Linked DNA regions of Sus scrofa: region 2 is linked to region 1. Evidence: chromatin contacts called from public Hi-C data. All regions are on one chromosome and are shown on one strand. The core of a region is the stretch at or near the end of the contact, and the rest is flanking DNA. Distances in the headings are between cores, read along the strand shown. Region 1 holds the start of UBE2F (NEDD8-conjugating enzyme UBE2F). Region 2 holds the start of SCLY (selenocysteine lyase).

Region 1 (3,989 bases), core at 474-2,973:
AAGTCTCTCCTTAACTATGCTTCCCGCCTTGCAGGACTGGTTCAAAACTAAGCTTCCCCTTCACTGCAAATGACACTTTGACGAGGGCAGCATTTTCAGTAACAACAGATCAACTACACAGAAGAGCACCCACAGTCTCTAACTCCACTAGTTGAAATCGGGCCATTTAAGTTCTTCCTCTGGGCGGGACGTGCTCTCAGACTGTTCAGAGATTCTGCTGTGCTATTTCCTAGTCTCATCCTCAAGTGTTTACTCAGTGCTCCTGCCCGTTGTGGCCAAATCAGGTCCGGGTGACCGTCAGCTCAGTGGGTGGGGAACTCCTCGTTTACAATTCTTCCTGCCCTGGACAAGTCCCAATCGAAGCTTAAAAGATGGAACTGCAGGTCACTAGGGGACAACCCACATCTCCAGCCAAAGCGGCCCAGATCGGGACACACAAAAGTCCACACCCCACCCTCCCTCTTTAAAACGCCAGGGCAAGGTGGCTGGCTGCCCAGTGACCTTTGGAGCCCAGCCCTTTAATTTTAGCGGTAAACCTGCCGCCTCCTGAGTGGCAGCTGTGTCGGGGGTGGAGGTCCTCAAGTCCAGACCACCTAGGTGGCCGTGGTCTCTCTCTCTGAACACGGCTCCCACCATTCCGGTCCCCTGCCTTCACCCCCTTGCCCAGCCAGGGGCCTCTGCACGAGGGAGGTGGGCCTCCTCCGTGTTCCTCGCCAACCCCGGCTCATTTCTGGAAGCTTCTGCTCAATCTGATATCCAGGTCTGGAAGGCCCTCCCTCCCTTCGCCGCCCCTAATGCTGCTTCTTTAGGATAACAGGCTCCTCCATCTCCTCCACGAAGCCTTCTCTGGCCACTCCAGTCCCTCCCGACCCCACTCCGGCGCTGGACGGAGGCAGAGAGGGGCGGGCCCGATCCGCTCCGGGGACAGAAGGAAGAGGCAACCGCGACCCAGGGAGCCGAGGGCCACACCCAAGATTACACACCAGCGGAACCAGGTCTAGAATCCGGGACTGGGCCGTAGGGATTGGTCCAGGATGTCCTCCCCCATTCTGGGCCCCGGCAAGATCCTCCACCCTAGCCGTGCTGCCCCGGGTTGTCCGGAGGCCGCCCGCAAGTTGGCGGGGCGGGAGCCCGGCTCCTCCGCACCCGCACCGCCCCCTGGCCTAGCCCGATTCCCCGGGAGGCCGGGAGGCCGCCCGCCCGCGCCCGACTCCCGCTGCCTCCGGCCACGTCGGGCCGGTGACCTTGGGCCCGCTGGGCGCTGCGCTTCCTCCCCGACAATGCGGCCGCAGCTCCCCCGCGACGGCGGCCACAAGCGAGGCCGTGTGTGCCCGGCACAGGTCGGGGCTCCGGGAGGGCCGGCCCTCCAGCCCCGCCGCGGCCCGCGCCCCGGCCCGCGCCCCGCAGCGCCCGCCCACCGGCCCTCGGGCCCCGGCGCCCGGTCGTGAGGAGCGGCGCGGCCTGAGGCGGCCCCGGCGCCGCCCGCCCGCCGGGTGCACCGGCGCCGCGGGAACCGAGCCGTCCTCTGGCCGGCGGCCGCCCCTCGCTCGCCGCAGGGCCGCGCGCTCCTCACCTGGGCACCCGGAGACAGGCGAGGCGGGACCGGCGCCCAACACCATGCCCGGCCGGCCGGCGGCGGCGAAGCGCAGCCCCTCACAGCAGCACCGGCTCCGGGCGGCGGGACCGGAAGTAGCGGGGCGGGGACTCTGCCGCTCTCGCCCGCGGCGGCCGCAACAGCAGCTGGCGCTTTAAAAAAAAAATTCAAAGCCGCGAAGAACTTTATTTAGAGACTGACACGCGAACAGCAGAGCCAGCGGGCCGGGGCCGGGGTAGGCAGCCGGCAGATCCGGCCCCTCTCATTGGCAAGGAGCGCGGCTGGGGGGCGGGCACGAGCCTGAAGGCCTCCGATGATTGGCCAATGGCGTCCGGGGGCGGGATCTCCAAGTCCTTTCCGCAGCGGCGCGGGTTCCTTTGCGCTGCGTTCCTGCTTTCATTCATTTGGTCGTTTGGTAGGCCTGGGCCTGCGGCTCAGAGGTTCCCCGCGCAGCGTGGCCTGCTGGGGCTGCCAGGTCCGAACTGACTGCCCCGGTGGATGGGGTGCCCGCTATGTGCCCATCCCAGGGCTCAGGGTGCAGAGGACCAGGCCGCCCCACAGTCCGCGGTGTCAGGAGTGAGGGGGGCGGGGCGATTAGACCTGCAGCCACCAACCCCCAACCCCGGGAAGCCTCGGGGAGCCTGCAGTGGAGTGGGTGGGCTCTTTCCTGTTGTCTTAGGGTTTATTCCTTCTATTATCTCTTACACTTCCGTGACGTACTTACTTTAAAAAAATCCATTTCAAGTTGTTCTAATTTCTGGTTTGCTGAGTACTAATTATTCTCAAGTTCAGGTGTGTCTGGTTAATAGGTGCTCTGGCGGGGGTCGCCAGCCTCCTGGAGGAGTGAGCCATCTGAGAGAAGAGGTTCACCTCGTGGACGGGGAAGAAAGAGGCAAGGAGTTAGAATTTTATTTCCAGAAGTCCCACTGAGAGGTTTTAAACAGTGGAGTGGCAATTTCAAGTTTCTTTTCCAAAAGAGCCTTCTGGCTCTGAGGGAGCTGGTGGGAGGGGAGCCAGACAAGAGTCAGGAAGACCAGTTAAGAACAAAATTCATGGGATTCCTTCTGTCTGGGAACAGCTTCGTCCATCTTCACTGGGCTACCTCCTAAATTTTCCCATGCTTGGATCCACCTGCTCCGAGTGGTAAGGTGCAGGTGCCCCTCTGTGACTTTGCTGGACCTCCGTGCTCTCCTCTCCCTGGTGCTCAAGACTGTTGATGCCCGTTTCCCTATGCTCAGCTCCTCAGGCCTCCTCATCTGTGTTTCCCACCCTTCTAACCTCCTCCCCAAACCTGGTACATAACCGGGTCAAAACACATTGCTGGATAAGGGCTGCGTGTTTGTAGCCAGAGTCCTGGCGAGAGAAGATAAGACCTTGAAGCAGGGCAGCGAGTGAAGGCACACGTGGGTTGGCTTGAGCGCTTGTCTTACTAAGGAGAATTGTCTACACACCGTTCTGAGCCCACAGTGGCCCACCTCTCACTGCTGTGGGCAAATGAAGCCGCTTCTAGCTCCATTTCATGAGGCTGCCTCGTGCCTTCACCCGAGCCTTATTTAGGGTTTACTAGGCTCGGAAGTCCTGTAATCCTCACAGCAACCTCATGAAACGGGTATTTTATTATCTCCACCTTACAGATGAGGAAGCTCAGAAGTTACGTGTCTGCCCGACATGGCAGAGCTGGGATTTGCCCTCAACCAGTGCACCACGTCCCTTGGGCAGCAGGTGCGGCCATCAGCCAGGACTGCGGCAGAGTTGGCGTCCTGCTTCCTGGAGAAGCAATTTGTTTTCAACCAGGGCTCTTTCAGAAACAGAACTTTCACTGGCTTAAGCACAAAAGATTCAGAAGACTAGACATGCTCAGAGACTCTAAGGAGAGAACGGGGAGCCTGGCCTCCAGCTCTCAGTGCCTCCATCTGGGTCTTGGCCTGGGACAGGGGCAGTGGCGGGGCTGGCCTTCTCCTCCCAGATGCCTCCAGAACTGGGGTCTGGCTTCAAACACACCTTTATAAACCAGGCCATAGAGGGGCCGTCTCTTCCCTTCCAGTTTCACATTCTCTGGGAGAGAATGGCTGGGTTCAGATCATGTGCTCACCGTGTGTGTGTGTGTGTGTGTGTGTGTGTGTGTGTGTGTGTGTGTGTGTGTGTGTGTGTGTGTGTGTGTGTGTGTGTGTGTGTGTGTGTGTGTGTGTGTGTGTGTGTGTGTGTGTGTGTGTGTGTGTGTGTGTGTGTGTGTGTGTGTGTGTGTGTGTGTGTGTGTGTGTGTGTGTGTGTGTGTGTGTAAGCCCATACATACAGGAGGAGGGGGAAGAGGACCAATTGTGGGCCTACGATAGGGAAGAACCTTTGTATTCTGTTACAAGTTAATCAGTAAAGGCATGGTGCCTATAAGCTTAAA
Region 2 (4,370 bases), core at 70-2,569, 70 kb before region 1:
CTGGGAATCTCCATATGCTGTGGGTGTGGCCCTAAAAGGACCAAAAAAAAAAAGAGAGAGACACCCATTCCCCCCCCAATATTTCACATATTCCCGGATGGAGGGCAAAGACTCACAAACAAAAAATGCATTTCCCCCACCCCAGGGAAAGGTTCCCACAGGCTGGAGGGCAGCCTGGGCTGAAAGTGCCTGCATCTTCCTTCCACTCTGCCAGCCACTCAGGTCAGGAGCCTGGGAGCATCCTTCTCAATCTCTCCTGCCCTACACCGCGCAGGAGCAAGTCCCGTGAGTTTTGTCCCAGGACATCCACTTCTCCCGCCACAGGTGCCACCACTCTGGGCCATACCTTCTCTTCCTCCCGAATTATTACAAGAGTCCCCAACCGGTTCCCCTGCTTCCTGTAACTCCTACACTCTACAATGAGGCTAGAAGAATCTTCCAACATATGAAATAGTAATTTATAGTATCACTAAATTACACCACTCCCCTGCTCAAATCTCCAAGATCGCCGTCACCCTGAGAGTACTACTCCCCAAAGTCCTTCCTGGGCTCTGGCGCTCTGCTCCCTGACAGCCGCTCCAAGCTCCTCCTCTCCAGCCTCGCGCGCTCCGCAGTCCCAGCTGCCTAGGATCCCGCGGGCTCCTTTCGGCCCTCGGGCCTTTGCAATGGTTCCCTCTTCCCGACCCGCCCGTTCCCAGAACTTGAAAGGCTGATTCCTGGATGTCACTCAGACTTTAGCCCAAGTGTCACCTCCCCAGGAGCCCTTCCCAGGCCACGCCTCGCGTCCGCGCGTCCATCTGGCGCTCATCCCGAATTTAGGCCTCCCGCGCTGACAGCCAGGCAGCGCTGCATGCCCGCGCGGACCGTCAAGCCGCCAGTGACCCGCCGGCTGGCGCCCCCTCTCCGGGAAGGACCCTGCCCCCGGAAAGTGACCAATGGTTGGCCGCCCTGTCTCTCGGGGCGTGGCCACCGGCCTCCCGCTCCCCTCCGCCCTCGCCTCGCGGCGCCTGGAGGGCTTCCTGGAGGAGGGCGCCATTGGTTTCCCCCGCCTTCCTCTCCAGGAGCGTACCTATCCAGCAGACTCTTCTCTGCGTGCCCGTCCGGCACACTCGCCGCTCGCCCCCGCTCGTCCCTGCTCCGCTTCCCGGCCGCCTCCATCCGGACCCCGCCGCAGCCAGGATCCAGCCCGCTGGCCCCGGGCGCTGTCCCAACCCGCAGAAACTGTCAGGCTTCGGAGCGCGGCCGAGAGGAGCTGCGAGGGCCGGGGCGCTTCCGGATTGGCTGAGCTGCGCACTGCCGGCCAATCCTCGCACCTCAAAGATGCTCTGCGAGGAGGCGGGGCCCGGGCTGCGCGCTATCCTGTGACCGGCTGGGGGCGGGCTCGTGCACGTCACAGGGGCGAGCCCACGGCGGTGGGCGGGGCTTGCCTGGAGCCCGGGCTGTCAACAAGGTAGAGGCCCCAGGGGGCGCTGGGGGGTAGGGGGGCGCGGCCTGGACGGTAGGGATCCGGGTGCTTCAGCCCGCTGGGGCGGGAGCCCGGGTCCTCCGAGGCCGGCAGACCACGTCCAGTGCCACCGCAGTCCCGGGGGACCCGCTGTGAGCTGACCTTCTGCATAAGTGACTTGGGTGGAATTAGGACTCGTTTCCTGAGGGTGGATCTGAGGGTCTGGAGGCGAGGCTGTTACAGAATCCGAGGCGAGACGTGGGAACACTAAGCAGGGAGCGCGAGGCGCGGGAAAGCTGGATCCGGGATAGATTTAGGATGTAAAACAGGCAAGAATGCTGAAAGCGGAGCCTGCGAGAGAGTGAGAAAGGCGGTGACTTGGCGCCTTTGCCTGGGACAGGAACACCCCGGCAGGGAAGGCTCTGCGCGGACCTTTGGACCTGTCGAGTTGTCTGTGAGGCAGTCAAATGGAAAAGTCTAGCATTCGTGTAGTCGGCCAACCTTAACACAAGTCAGTTTTGAAAGCAAGAGGGCAGAGATCCAGATTGCTGAATTCTAATGAAGCCACCGTCTCTTGCCTTTTTGGCAAAATACCAATTTCTAAGTTTAATTGAGCTCTGAGCATGTGGCCAGGCACTGTTCCCAGTGCCTTTCATTTATTCTCTAGTTTGATCTTGATAACACCCCATCCCCTTTATCCCCACTTTACATATGATGAAATTAAGGTACAGAAAAAGTCCACATCTTTCCCAGGTTCACACTGGAAGTAATGGAGCCAGAATATAAATTCAGGAATTCTGTGCCAAGAAGCTGAATTTTAATTGGATGTTTGTGGACTTGCTCAATCTCCTCAACAGGAGTCCAGAAGAAGTTGTCTTTTCCAGCTCTGCAAGTCTCCACATTTCTGGATTTTTTTTTTTAATTTCCTATCATTCTCTACCTTTTTTTTTTTTTTTTTTTTTTTTTTTTTGCTTTTTAGGGCCACACCAATAGCACATGGAGGTTCCCAGCCCAGGGGTCAAATTGGAGCTGCAGCTGCCAGCCCACAACACAGCCACAGCAACACCAGAACCAAGTTTTGTCTGTGACCTCCGCTGCAACTCATGGCATCGCCAGATCCTTAACCCAATGAGCGAGGCTGGGGATCAAACCCATGTCCTCATGGATACTAGTCGGGTTCATCACAACTGAGCCACAGCAGGAACTCCTATTTCCTGTCCTTCTTGCTTACACTCTGAGCTTCTTTTTCAAAGGCAGCAAAGGACACATCAAGATTTAAGAATTAGACAGACAGAAACTCAAGGGCAGTTGAAAGAGGAGAAAAGAAAGGGTGAGAGGAGAGTCTAAGACTGAGTGTGAGCGCAGCTGAGCGGCGATCTGAGGTGTGCGCTGAATGCCACGGTCAGGACGGCTGATGAATTTGGTCGGAGGAGTTTGAGGAGAGCAGCAGGGAGGGGTGAGGAAGGAGCAGGGCTGGGCAGTGGGGAAGGAAGGGGGTCGAGGGGCACGATGAAGGGAGATGGCTTAGAGAGAGAGCATGTGTGCGGGCTGATGGCAGGTAGCAAACGAGGAGGCCGGAGGAAGCGGAGTTCCTGTTGCAGCGCAGCTAAGAATCCGACTGGTACCCATGAGGATGCAGGTTCCATCCCTGGCCTTGCTCAGGGGCTTAAGGATCCAGCGTTGCCATGGGTTGCCCTGTGGTCCGCAGACGTGGCTCGGACCTGGCGTGGCTGTGAAGTCCCAGAGGCAGGGAGCCAGCCTGAGACGGGGGCGAAGGCGGGTGGGGCGTTGAAAGGGAGGGGGCAAGGTGCATCATCTAAACCTAGACGCAAGGCTGTGAGGAAGGGAGCTGGAGGCGCGAGGGCCACTGACGAGGTGACTCATCTCGAGGCCTCCTTGGACCAGTTCCGCTGCGGTCAGAGGGTTTGTGTGTCCAGGTGGATAGAGTGACTGCAGTGGCGGGCTCAGAGAAACCAGATAGCGACGTGGCTGGCGACACCCGCACAGAGGACCAGTGCTGCCCGGCCGAGTGGCCTGGCCTCCTCTCTCCCTGAAAGCAGAGCATGGGGCAACAGGATGGAGTGGCCAGCTGACTCCAAGTGGGCGAGTCAAACATGCGACAGAGGCGCCAACGGGGTGTCTTAACTACGAAATAAGTGCCCAATAAAGACTAAATATTTGAGGAACGCCACCTCCATGGACAAGAGATACGAAATGGAACTCACGCCTAAGGGAAAAAAGCCACAGAGCCATCAGGAAAATCGGCAATAAAGGAATGACGTCCAAGGAGATCAATGGGTATCTTTTTTTTTCCTCCAAGGCAGTCGTAAAAAAAAGGGCCAACAACAAAGAAAAAACCAGATTGGATGGACACTATAATAATTGAAGTTTAAAAATGCCATAGAGTTGCCGGGGACTTGGCTGGAAGAGGTGGGTGAGTGGGCAGAGCACAGCTGATTTTTTAGGGCAGTGAAACCATTTTGAATAATATTCTAATAATGGATCCACATTGTACGTTTGTGAAAACTCCTATGATGTACAACACGGAGAGTGCCAGGGTAACTAGGGACTGTGGGTGCTGATGATGTGGCAGTGTCGGTTCATAATTGCGACAAATGTCACCAATTGTGTGATGTCATAGCAGGGGAGGTGATACGTGCAGGAGGCAGGTTTATATGGCAACTCTCCATTCTGCTCAGTTTTGCCGTGAATCGAAAACTGCTTTAAAAAATAAAGTCTATCAACTGTAACAGAACAAATAAAAATCTTACAAAAAAGATATCATCTGTAAATAGAAATACATTTCTTCCTTTTCAAAAAAAAAAAAAAGTCTGTTTTTAAAAAAGCAATAGATACGAGTCATATAGGCATAAAGCATGGATTCATGAGCTAAATGGCTAAGCGGAGGAATTCTCTCAGATGAGTG

The links. A called contact is a pair of places that touch in the nucleus more often than the background predicts.
Region 2: a contact with region 1 is called in a Hi-C map of liver, with 3 times the contacts expected there. The contact joins the promoter of SCLY here to the promoter of UBE2F in region 1. A contact is called at or near these places in 2 of 5 promoter capture datasets (fetal liver and liver), 12 of 47 Hi-C or Micro-C datasets (alveolar macrophages, blood, fetal liver and 5 more) and 2 of 2 datasets of contacts at active chromatin or transcription factors (alveolar macrophages and skeletal muscle).

The regions. Positions count from the first base shown.
Region 1 is chr15:137,564,984-137,568,972 of Sscrofa11.1, reverse strand. UBE2F (NEDD8-conjugating enzyme UBE2F) reads right to left here and starts at 1,723. Exons shown (of 9, transcript XR_002339040.1): 1 at 1,574-1,723.
Region 2 is chr15:137,634,025-137,638,394 of Sscrofa11.1, reverse strand. SCLY (selenocysteine lyase) reads right to left here and starts at 1,319. Exons shown (of 12, transcript XM_021074966.1): 1 at 1,070-1,319. The coding sequence starts at 1,158.